Regions from separate parts of the Rattus norvegicus genome. Here region 2 is linked to region 1. Evidence: chromatin contacts called from public Hi-C data. All regions are on one chromosome and are shown on one strand. Each heading gives the region's core, a stretch centred on a gene start, on an enhancer-like site or on the middle of the called end of the contact. The rest is flanking DNA. Distances are from core to core; before and after follow the strand shown.

Region 1 (6,567 bases), core at 882-3,381:
AGATGACCAAGCACTCAAATATATGAGCCTTTGGGCTCTCAATCGAACCACCACAGAGTATTTTACTACACCCATCTACAGTTGACGATATTAGAGCTAAGAAAATGAGAACTTGCTTCAGATCACACAGCTAAGCAGCAGCAGCAGAGACCACATGTCACTGTACAAAACTCACCCCACACCTCCTTCATGCAGTAGTACCAGGAAAATGTTAGTGGTCCTCCAAAAAAAACAGACAGGAGCTGATCTGATGCAACTCACAGCAGGGTCTTTATTTTCCAGGGGAGGTGGGGTGAACCAGCACACCTGTGTGAGATCCAGGGAAGCAAAACTCACCTGAGCATCCTGGAGCCACAAAGACTGAAAGGTGGCAGGGTGTAGCTTCTTACTGCTGCCGCCTGTCTTGACCACCTTCTGGCCCACAAAGGGGGAGACGAGATGGTGAAACTTCCTCACAGACGGCCCTTCTGGCATCTCTACCGACAGAGAGCTGCAAAGGAGACCTCTGACTTAGCCTGGCCCTCTCTTAGCCCGGCATGTCTAATCACCGGTGTGGCACCCCAAGGAGCGAGTTTGGGCCACTCACTTTAAGAGTAATAGATGCCAAAAGGACAGCTGAACTGAGGTGGGAGAACCAGAGAAGTCTGAGCTGGAACAGGGTTAGGGCCAACTTCTCAGCAATGGTTTCTCTTCCTGGGCCCTTAGTCTTATACACACAGCCAATACTAATCACTATAGTGTGCTAAGTGTCATGTAGTGTACTGTCTACTTTGATGATGCTGCCACCTCACTGGTCAGCCACTCCTTGTTTGGTTGGTTCTTAAAACAGAGTCTTGCTATGTAGCTCTACGTGAGCTGGAACTATGTAGTCCTAGCTGTCCTCAAACTGTCATTCCAACCCTCTTCTGACTGATCCATACTTGGATCTGGCTCTCTCGGGACCACTTCAGGTGAAAGAGATTTGCACAAGTTATGTGCTGGCTGACAAGCATGACAAGCAGACACCAGCCAGTCAGGGCAGCCGCCAACCAGCTTAACTCCAGATAATATGCCTGGTCACTGAAAAGCCACAGTAAAGGCAAGGCAGGTCTACACACCACCCCTCCCCTTCCTGTCCCCAACCATCCAAAGTCACCGAGAGCCATCAGGATGAGATAGCCTGGGTAGCCTACACCCAGACTTTATTGAACAGGAGTCATTTCCCCCACCCCCCACTCAAAGCTCTGCCTAACCTTACCTGCCACTCACCAGCACCCGGCTCATAAACTGAGGTGAAAATTAACAAAGGTATACAGCAGGTAGTTATTACTGTAGTGTTTGTAAAAGCCAGGACGGCTATTGTTCAGCCTCACTCTGTAGCCCAGGCTGGTCTTGAACTCTGAACAATCCTCCTGCCCGAGTCTCCCAAGTGTGAGCCACCAAGACATTTAAAATTTATACTTTAAGTGAAGAATTGGGATGCCCCAGACATCCTGTGAATTCTCCTAGCTTCATAAATAACACATTCAATAATGCGATTTTTCTTTGTCTTGAGATAGGTTCACCTTTATTCCAGATGCTAAGCTGGCCTATAGACCACTGTGTATGGATGGTCTCCACCTCCAGAGTACTGTCGTTCCAGCACATCACAACCCCTGGTTTATGCTCAAACCCAAGGCATCTTGCAAGCTAGGCCATCCCTCTACCAACTGTGCTAAAGACTCAATGATGCTTAACTAAACTCATCCCCGCTTGGGTTTCCACTCACACTCTCGGAAATGTGGTAACAGTTCACCTACTCTGACCTTCAGAGAAAACTGCGGGCTGGAAGGCAATTTGCCAGGCACTGGTACCCTAACCACCTCTAAGTTCAAAGTCTTCCTGGCTACCGTCAGAGAAAGTTCTAGGAAAGGCCACCTGTACCATGAAGCGTAATCTTAAATCTCTCCAACAAGCCTTTAATCCCAGCACTCGGGAGGCAGAGGCAGGGGGTCTCTCAGAGAGTTCATGGCCAGCATGGTTACAGAGCCCCGACTACATAAAGGCCCTGTCTCAAAAAGAACAAACAACATCTGTCTGGGTATGGTTTGATGGACAGGAAAGGGATGGGGTGAGATGAGAACCTTGGGTTTCGTCGCTAGGGCGAGGGTGGCCAGGCTGCGCAGAATGTGGTCCCTTTTCTCCAGGAGCCAGGGAGAGAGTCTTAAGCCACTGCTTTTCCTAACTCTTCTGCGTGATCGAAGGGGGAGGGCTCATGAGGGTCACGAGGGCCCCGGGAGTCTGGAGGCAACGTGATCAACAAAAACAAATTTAGAACCAGGCTGCGCATGTCCGGGAGAGACACTGCTTAATTTTTCTGTGAAAACAAGTGTTGACTACGTGCACGTGTGTGGCCTACAAAGGGCAGGGAGGAGGCTGACGTAAGCCCACGGTCCTGGGAAGGTGTACTCTCCCGGAACCGGTCCCAGCAGCCGCAGCAGGATTGCAATCCGCCAGGGCCGGGAGGACGCGTTCAGCAGGATGCACCGTGCCGGCACGATAGCCCAATGACTGGAATCCTAAGGACTCCTCCCGGAAGTGGACTGGAAGCTACTTCCGGGACTCAAGGGCTCCTACCCCGGCTGGTCTTGGAAGCTTTGGTCATCTCCTGGAAGCTCTGGAGATGAGAAGTTCGCTGAGATGCAGTGGCTACATGCTTTTCCTTGGGGGTGCTGGAGGTGGGGTGCACCCTAGAGGGGGAGCTACAGGATTTTTTCTTGGAGGCGCTGGAGGCGGTATTCACCTCGGGATGGATGATGGAGGCGTCTCTACTCAGTCTCCTCCCGCGGGTAGGAGCCGTCTCCTTCCCAGGGTGACCTCTGGAGGCGCAGCTCTCTCTGTCTGTCTGTTTCTCTGTCCCCGCCCCTGGTGACCCCCACCCCCACCCCCCACCGTGGTGCAAGCTCTTCCTCTGGGAAGCAACTGTGGGAGCATCTTCGCCTTCCCTCCGGAGTCACCAGACCTCTGAACTACCCCCGCCCCGCTTCATCCCAAGTCTCCCTTCACCTCCCTCCCAGGCTTGCCAGTAATGGTCTGGGAAAGAGTACCGAGAAAAAGCTAGCGTTCAGAATCCAATGGTCTTGAGTGGCTCCGGCCAAGACAGACATTTCAGTTTCTCCAAACCTTTTGCGAAGGTTTTGTGTGTGTGTGTGTGTGTGTGTGTGTGTGTGTGTGTGTGTGTGTTGTGTTTTGTGTTTTGTGTTTTTAAGACAAAGACTGGCTAGTTCCAAACTACTTTCTTTAGTAATGGAATTTTAAACACATCTAGCACACTTGGCCTGGAACACTTTTTTTTTTCTTTTTTCCGGAGCTGGGGACCTAACCAGCGCTCTACCGCTGAGCTAAATCCCCAACCCCGGCCTGGAACACTTTTAAAGCGTGAGATTTGTTTACTTTTGCCTTATATTATTTTGATAATTTTTGAATTTTTACTATACGCTTTTAAAGAATTGTGTATTGAAGCTTTCACTTGGAAAATTAAAGATGATAGCAGGTAGACTCAGAGACGGGTTGGAGCCAGCACTTTACAGGCTGTCAGGGGACCTTTGGTGAACTCCAAGGAGGCCTTCAGAAGTGGCTACAGTGTCAGTCTCTGGACTTGGCCAGCCCAGGGAGACAGTCCTGCTTCAAGGAGCAGTTCAGCTAGCCTTCTACCCCACATCCCTTCTTGCCTACATCTCTGGCTGTAGGGCAAGAACAGGAAGTAAGGAGAGGCCTCTCACATCTGAGAAGTACAAAGTCCCACTCAAGGCAGAGGTTGAGCTTAAAGGCGCGGCATTCGCAGGGGGCGGGGTCCCTACTTTATATATAAGCGCTGGAGCGTGCTTTCTCACTTAACTGTTTCTGGAGACTCACATCTGCTACAGGGTAGAGTGTGCTCCTGTGCAGCTTACACACACACTCACACACCCCTATTGTAGACTGGCTGTGCTGGGCAGAAGCCATATCTGAAAGATAAGCCTTGCCTTATCTGGTGGAATCAGAGCTATGCACCTAAGAGGTCTCTTCTGAGCCTAAGGGACTCCGCAGCTGAGAAAACGAATGGTTCACAGTTTGCTGCTGTCACTTACAATCACAAGTACAGTTTACTGAGCACACACATGTGCAAGTCACCGTGGAAAGTCTTTACCCAGGCTGCCTCATTAGCTGTGAGCAAATAATACCTAAATCCAGTCTTTAAATGGACCGTCTATGTCATGGTGCCGTAGACATAAAGGATACACTCTGTAAACCCTGACATGTATATGAGTCGCTCAGAAATGCTTAAGTGTAGACTGTGAGAAATCTGTCACAGGACCAGAGACGTGCCTTTCTGGCACCGATCGATGCTGCTTGTATAAATAAAGACCACACTCTGGCTTGGAGAGTGGATCTAGGAAGTCACGTTTGTTGAGGGAATGCTTTAGATATCACTAGGAAACACTCAGAAGCTAGGGATTGTTCAACTCAGGCTGTGCAGGGGCTCCCCAGATAGTAAGGTTCTTATGCTATGGAAGTGGAATTCTGGAATCCAATAGACAGAGTTGACATCTTGGTTCCATGGTACTTCTGTACATTTCAGCCTGTGCCTTGAAATCTTTGTGTGCAAAACGTGTTTGCAAAGATGTACAAATGTTTTCCTGGGGCTGGCTAAAACTGTCAGCATCTGGCAGGCACTAGTGTTCGATAAACACGAGTTGCACACCAGGGCTTTTGAGTAGCAGAATTTGATTGGGCGCTGATCTCTGCTTCATGGCTGAAAACCCGCTCTAATGGAGCTGGAAAGGGAGAAACGAATGCCTGTGCCCCCACGTGGTGAATGCATGAACTGCATGCACAGTGCTTCCTGGAGCTCTAGTGTAATGGTGGTGATCTGTGATCTTGAGGAAGTTCATTGGATGGCAGCACTGGAGCTTCTGGTCCTTCACCCTGAGACCACTGTGATCTGAGCTTCCTTTTTCATAGTTAGGTTATCTTCAACTCTCCCAGGCTAGCTGTTGGAGACCTTTGAGACAGTTTCCACATTCTTAGCAACTGAACCCCTGTAAAAACCATTAAATTCTCATAGAGTATAGACTTGTACCTCCAGGAAGGGATGGAGTGATTGGCAGAAGTTAGCCAGTACTTATTAAGCTGCATAAGGCTTTCTTCGGGCCCCATTTGGCCCACCAAGCACTAGGGCACCCTAGACAGACTTGAATTGGCTAATCTAACAGACAGATTTCCAAACCTGGACTATACCAGATTCTCAAAGTAGGGTTTCTTATTATTTTATTTGAGGCAGGGTCTAGTGTAGCCCAGGCTGGCCTTGAACTTGTGATCCTCTGCCTCAAGAGTGCTGAGGTAACAGGCATATACCACACCACACTTGTTTCGTACAGTACTGAGGATTGAGCCCAGGGCTTTGTCCATTCTAGGCAAACACTTTGCCAATTGAGGTAAATCCCCAGCCTAAACCTTTCTCTTTTAAGTTAACTACCTCAAGTGTTTTGTTATGGCAAAGAAAAGTTGACAACTACAGTCAGCATGCCAAGCTTTGGGTCAGGGCTTCCTCCTAGTCATCCTCCAGCTCCATAGTCAGTACATATTCTGTGATGAGAAACTTGTGGCCATTAACATCTGTCCAGCCAAGCACAAGCACAGCTAAGCTACTGCCTGCCCAGAAGCCAGGGCCAAAGTTTATCCAATTGCATATCGACTTAAACTGGATTACAGAAAGTTTCGTCAGTGCCGGTGGTGTAACTGTAATGCAATGTGATTTCTTGTGTAGACTTGCCCCTTGAGAAAGTGATGTATTCTAATAATATCATTTTTTACCATCCCTCACCACAACCATTTGGAAATATAGCTTTGCTGTTGTTGATAATGGCTAAGACAGTGTTTGCCTCCAGACCCATCTGCGTCTTTTATAGTCTCTTGATAAAGCAACTTTGATTTGATTGATTGATCAATCGATTGATTGATTGATTGGGGGAAGCAGCAAGTCAGCTGATCCAGGATACTGAGCTACCTTAGTTGGAGGGAGGTACTAGTTAAGAGCATATTCAGAGTTCTGAAATCTGTTTCCAAAGGGAAGTGATGTAAACGTTTTATGCAAAAATGTCCTAACCCCAAACCATGAACTTCTTTTGGCTAACAGTTTGGAATCTGTCTTTCTTACTTACCTAACTCTCAGTTTAATGGCTTTAGCTATTTTTTTTAGATTCATTTATTTTATGTATAAAATAAAACAGACACCAGAAGAGGGCATCAGATCCCATTACAGATGGTTGTGAGCCACCATGTGCTGACTGGGATTTGAACTCAGGACCTCTAGAAGAGCAGTCAGTGTTCTTAACCACTGAACCATCTCTCCAGCCTCTCAGCTATTATTCTTTTGAGAGCCAAAAAGGTTTTCTTGGGCCAGTAGGCTGGGTCACTTGAGCAGGCACTCACCATGCAAGCCTGAGTTTGATTCCTGGAACCTATATAAAGGTGGAAAAGAGAGAACAGACTCCCTGGGGAATTTGTCACTTGGGGCCACCCTTCAGGATATGTTCTAAATCAGTAGACAGGAGAGATTGGGGGCCA
Region 2 (6,176 bases), core at 3,209-5,708, 170 kb after region 1:
ATGGGAAAAGGCCACTCACAGTCCAGGGCAATGACCAGGAGGCTAATTTTAACCACACAAGCCAACTGACCTTGGTGTGGGCAAGGGCTCCAACAGAGATGGCCCTAGATGGTACCCTGGCCCTTCTCTAAGGCAGCAGTCTGAGATAGTGTACTCTCCTCGCCCTCCTACCTCCCCTGGCCCTGTCAGCTGCTGGGCAGTGTTCCCTCCACCTCATCGGTCCTCAGGAATCTTCCTCCACCCCTGAGACCGGCTCCTGTCAGCCTCCATCAGCCTGTGAAGCCCACACAGACTTGGTGGTCCAGGGGCCAAGGTGAACAGGAGGGAGAACAAGTCCGGAGGTCTGGGGGAGCTGGAATCTGACAGGTTAGGCCCCCGGGTGACTCCAGGGAAGGTGCTTTCCACTATGGAGTGTGTCTGAGGGAAGGGAATGTGCACATATTGACATCCATCTGCATGCAGAGCCCTGTGCCTGCGGATTTCAGAACATTACACAGATCCCCCATGAGATGGAGAAGAAAAGCAATTGGTCAGGGTTCCCCGGCCCAGCTGAGGCAGAGCCGAGGGTGGCTTCTTCTTAGCTAGATCCTCCATGGCTTGACCCATGCATGGCAAGGCAGGCAAGGGCTGAGGTCAGGCCATGGGGATCCTGAGGCCACCTCTGCCTAGGCTACAGTTTTCTGTGCTAACCATTTCCACGTCTCTCAGGACACAGTAGCCAAGGAGGGCACTGCAGAGTCAGGGAAAGCCACCTGTCAGGGTCCCAGCAAGGAAGACCAGCGGGAGGCTCACCTTCAGAGTCTTGGTTTGCCCATTGGCAAAACGAGAGCAGGACCGCAGTCGATGCGCCCATGGGAGTGGCCAAAAGAGAACATGTCTGAGGCCTAGGCACAGTGACACACAGGTGGCACTGTTGGCCTGGAGAATGTCCTAGCACTCCAGGAGCCCAGTATCTTTGCTTCCTGGAGTGAGTGAAGACAGATGGTCCCCTTGGGAGAGGCCCTGTCTTATTCCTGGATGTTTCTCCTTGGGGTTAAGTGTGACCTCGGGAGGTAATAAAGTCACCACCTTCCATGACAGCTATAGGGCCTGCGCACCCTCAGGTTTAACTCAGCACAGTGTCCTGGATGCTCTCCAGTGATAGTAGGCAGGGATGTGACTCTATGAATCATGGGATGGTCCCAGGGATAGCTGGGACCCCATCCAACCTCAGAGCTAGCCAGGCTAGAGGCCGCAGCAGGACCTGCCTCTCCTTTTCTTGGTTCCTTCCTGTTATTTTTTGTGGCCCCTCAGCCCCCGGCCTGAGCTGTAGTTTGCTTGATACCTGGGGTACACCCCTGCTTCTCATTTCTCATATGAATGTTATCCTCTGTCCCCCAAGGCTGCGCTCTACAGTGCTAGACACTAAGTCAATGCTGGGCTTGAAGGTCTCCATCCCACTTCCTAGGGGTACAGTGATAACCACAGTCTGGGTGTCTCTTCCTGTCTGCTGTCTAGATGAGTGAAGACATCCAAGGCCAGACTCAGCACGGGAAGGCCCTACACACTGAATTGCTGTGCTGTCCCAAATGCAGCTCTGTTTGTAGGCATGCCTGTTTTAAACACACCACCCTGTGCTCTTTCTCCTAAGGGAAGCACCTAGGGAACAGGACTTCTCAGTGAGCAGCCAGTCTGATTGGAGAGTTCATAAACGTCTACTTCATCACATTTCCGCTTTCGGAAGAACCCAGAGCATGCCACCCTCTGCCGTCAAGACGCTGATGTAACTGGCCAAGCAGACTCCCCCATGCCACCCACCCCAGGTCCTCAGGAAAACACCTCATTTGACCTTAATTTCCCACTTATGAGAGGCTCGAGCTCATTCTGGAATAGACAAGAGGTTTCCAGAAAGTGTGTTGGAGTGGGACTATTCTGTCCAATATCCTTTACAAGGCAAACAAGGAAGACAAGAACTTCATCAATCAGCAAGGACTGTGTGAGACCAGAGGAGACTTACTCCTTCTCTCCTGTTGCAGCGCAAGGTGAGCATCCTAACCCTGACATCATCAGATTCTCTCTCCACAGATGGGTGCCTCTTACCAGCTGCATAGTAAGTTAACTTAGCCTTTCTGTGCCTCAGGGCTTCCCAGGGTTACGTAAACTGGCACCTCATACTCTGATGCTGACTGTTTATAAAGGTTCCATTTGCATAGTTTGGATATTCTAAACAGTGTGGAGGTGTCAACCTTTCTTTAATGATGTTCAACTCAGACTCAACTTTGATGTGGGCTATGCCAATGAGCCTGTGGGAGGTCTGTGTGTCTCTCCTGTTTCCTGGGCTGCTTCTCGCACTGTCTCTCTGTCTCTTTATCCCTTTGAGATGAAGGCTCAGAACAAGACACACCTGCTGTGTGCCCATTTCCCAAACGAAGAAACTGAGGTTCAGAGGTGTGAATCATTGTACCACATATCCTGTGGGAGGAAGTGCTTTGACTTGAACTTGGGATTTACCTGATCCCAGAAACCTGCTCTCACCCAGTGGTGTGGCCAGGTTCTAGGAAAGCAAATGCCTGTCTCAGGTAAGAATGGTCCTAGGGTCCCCAGGCTTAGTCTGTATCCTTCACCTGACTCTGGGTAAGGAGGCAACCATCATATGACCAGATCTTTCAGATGTAGTCCCCTTGCCAGTGGCTCCCATGGCCACCACTGTGTTGGGAGAACACTGCACTCCACAGACACCTCCCCTCCCACTAGCGCTCCCCACCCCATGTGTTTCCCGGTCCTATTTTCTCTGCTTCCCTCTTTTTTCTTTACAAATCCCTCCCCAACTCTCCTACTAGACCTGCTGATTGGGATATGGAAGGTTCTTTGTCCTGAATAAATGGGTGAACCACAACACCCGGGACCCTCCTTCATTCAGTGCGGGCAAAGTGCGACCCCTTGTGGGGAGAGTAAGCCAGCATTTGATGTCACCTCTACCACAGAGCTGGGAAAAGTCATGGGGAGTTCTCACAGAGCCAGAATTCCTGGGAAATAATATTCCTCAGTAGCTCACTCAGCTCAGCTGCAAAAGTCGGGATCGTGGGCCGTCATCAGTAATAGCTGGGGATGATTAAATAGGAAGCCACAGGCCGTGGATAGAGCTTGGGGGGGTGTGGGGGGGGGATGCGTTTATCCTGCGCACATGAGGACTTGAGTGTGAACCGCCAGCGCTCATGTAAAAAGCCAAACATAAGCGTGGGTGCCTGTAATCTCAGGGTCAGGGGAGATACTGGGGGATTCCGAGGCCAGGAAGGCTATTCTGTATAATTTGGGCAACTGTGCTTTGGTAGAGTGTGAACCCAAGTGTGAAGTGTGTTGATCCCAGCCCCTCTCAGGGAGCAAGTGGGCTCACTATTGCAAGGTGTTGGCATCTAAAAGGGTTGAGGATTTATGGAGACTGGACCCTTTCCACTTACTTTTCTATAAACTTAACCCTCCCCCCCCCAGCCTATATAAACAAAACAGGATGAATCAGAGACAGAAAAACAGGCGAGAGAAGCACCACACTTGAGGAGATGACCACCTCATCTCATTGCTTTCTGTCCATGTTCTAGGGAAACTCAAGGAGCTTGCTTCCTTGGAGGCCCAGACACGGGGTTTGTGGGGTGAGATCGCCACCTGCTGGCCAGGAAAGACAATGTCAGTCACGCCAGCGTCCTTTGCTGGGGGTAGGGGGTAAGGTAATCCCCCACCACCTTGTGTGCCACATCTGATCAGCCGCCGGTAAAGACCTGGGAAACAGTAAAACTCTCATGACTTTATTATAGAAAAGTCCCAAAGTGTGCGGGCGTGGGGGTGGGGGTGTCATACAGCCAGGGCTACCTGGAGCAGCAGACAGGGAGGCACCTGCTGTCGAGTCTTTCAAGGTGAGAGAAATGGGAACTCTCTGATCGATCGCCAGCCACTAGCTGCCTTCTGGGTTATGAGGGCTTCATACACTGTCCTTTGCTAACCTGCCAGACCCGCTCTCGGAATCATCCTGGGTCTGAACGCAACTGGAGGTAAGTTCTTTTTTTTTTTTTTTTTTTTTTTTTTCCCCGAAGCTGGGGACCGAACCCAGGGCCTTGCGCTTGCTAGGCAAGCGCTCTACCACTGAGCTAAATCCCCAACCCCCGGAGGTAAGTTCTAACCCAATCCTTCTTTGTGTTACATTCAAGGAATGGAGGGCACAGAGCAGCTAAGTAACTTGCCCAAAGGCACACAGCCAGGGAAGGGTGGGCCAAGGCAAGAGTGGACCAAGGTTGTACCTTGAGAGTCCATGCCCCACCACGAAGCCACCCTTGTCTCCTGGCTCCCTCATTTGAGAAGCAGGCCCGCCATTCCACCCCGACTCTGCAGCCTACCTAGTCTGAAAGAAGAGCTAGTTAAATGGGAACATATTAACTCAAAGTCAAGAGTCCAGCAGGAAGGAGACTCAGGCAGGGAACACTGAAGAGCCTATTTGCTGCTAAGGCTGCAGCTCATATTGGCCCTCCGTGGCTGTGTAGAAGTCCTCCAGCACTGACTGCAGGAACTCAAAGGTAGGCCGCTCCTCAGGTCGGCCTCGCCAGCACTCAGTGATGACGTCATGGTACAACTCAGGCGGACATGTCTCTGGGCATGGCATTCGGTAGCCATGCTCCAGGCTACGGATGACCTCAGGGTTGCTCATTCCTGCAGGAGAGTGGACAGGGAGCTTCAGGGCAGGTGGTGCTCCAGGAGAGCAGTCACTGGCCCTGGGGATGGGGGTGGGACGGCAGTAAACCAGCACTAGAAGGGAGAGAGCAGGCTCTGACACGCTATGGCCAGCGTAACCCTGGCAGGTCACATAGGTGTCCGTAGCGGAGTACCACTTTGGTTTTTCAGACAGGGTTCTTCTTGTATAGGCCAGACTGGCCTTGAACTCAAGATCTATCTGTCTCAGCCTCCCAAGTGCTAGAATCACAAGCTTGAGCTATGATGCCTGGCTCTGATGCCATCTAATTCCATTCTAATCTCCCCTTCCCATCGCACTCCTTTCCCCTCCCTACTCCTACCCTCCCCCTCCCTCTGCCCTCTCTTGCATGTGTGCACGAGTGTGCAGGTCTGGGCTTCAGTCTCTGTGACAGAACTCTGCTCTCACCAGTATGACATACCCATAGACAGTGAACCTGGGGAGTCACCATCAGGATGTCCCAGGGGGACAGTGAGGAGCACAGGAATTGTGCCTACCTGGGTAGGGAACACGCCCATATGTGACAATCTCCATCAGCAAGACTCCAAAGGACCACACATCAGCCTTGATGGTAAACACCCCGAAGTGGATGGCTTCTGGGGCAGTCCACTTGATGGGGAACTTGGCCCCTGCCAGGAAAACGCAGCAGCTCCAGGGACTGCCAACCTTCTACCCCCCACCCCATCCCAACCCACAGCAGCCCCAACCCCTCTCTGCCTGCTCCCACTGGGGGGTCTTGCAGGATGTATAGACTGCACACACAAGGATATAGGAAGACACAGTCACTTGCTGCTATCCTAGGAGTCCTTAAAAACAGTGTCAATGTCACTGGGTGGTGATGGTGCACACTTTAATCCCAGCACTCAGGAGGCAGAGGCAGTTGGATCTCTGAGTTCGAGTCCCCCCCTGGTCTACAAAGCGAGTTCAAGGAAAGCAAAGGCTACATAGAGAAACCTGTGTTTAAAAACCAACGAAACAAAACAGAAAAAGCAAAAACCAAACCAACAACAAAGCCAAGGTCACCCATGCATGCATCCATTTGGCTTATTGCTTTGTTTGCTTTTGACGTTTTGGAGCCAGGGTCTTGTGTATCCCAGACTGGCCTCAGACTCGATAGTAGCCAGGGGTAACCTTGAACTCCTAAACCTCCTGCCACCACCTTCCAGAGTGCTGGGTCACAGCCATGCACCAACATTTATACTCTGCTGGATAGGAAACCCTGGGCTTTGTGACAGGGAGGGACTGAGCCATGTCCCCAGCCCCATGCATGTCTGTCTGAGGTGGAAGCATCCTTTCCTATCTCACTCAGCCTTGTCCAGCAGCAGGGACCATGGTGGGTGAGCCGTTTTTAACTGCTCTATGCATCACTCTGTGCTTTCCTGCAAAAGGCAAACCTGACACTCAGACACCTCAGAGGGCCACTGTGTGGAAGGATACCAAGGCCCACTGTCAGTCATATCAC

What was found. A called contact is a pair of places that touch in the nucleus more often than the background predicts.
Region 2: a contact with region 1 is called in a Hi-C map of kidney, with 4 times the contacts expected there. The contact joins the enhancer-like site here to the promoter of Neil2 in region 1. A contact is called at or near these places in 12 of 12 Hi-C or Micro-C datasets (the A7r5 cell line, the Rat2 cell line, Schwann cells and 7 more) and 1 of 1 datasets of contacts at active chromatin or transcription factors (oligodendrocytes).

The regions. Positions count from the first base shown.
Region 1 is chr15:41,628,703-41,635,269 of GRCr8, forward strand. It overlaps Neil2 (nei-like DNA glycosylase 2), which reads right to left and starts at 2,132. Exons shown (of 5, transcript NM_001107270.1): 1 at 2,103-2,132; 2 at 337-490. The coding sequence starts at 474.
Region 2 is chr15:41,798,938-41,805,113 of GRCr8, forward strand. Blk (BLK proto-oncogene, Src family tyrosine kinase) reads right to left here. Exons shown (of 13, transcript NM_001025751.1): 12 at 5,212-5,343; 13 at 4,031-4,674. The coding sequence ends at 4,469. Among named protein-coding and RNA genes, the nearest start is that of Blk, 39 kb to the right of the region's middle. Within about 2 kb of position 4,459, at least 1 of the 93 cell types and tissues checked has an H3K27ac peak or open chromatin away from gene starts, as enhancers often do. A contact at or near this core is called in kidney, where this site is marked.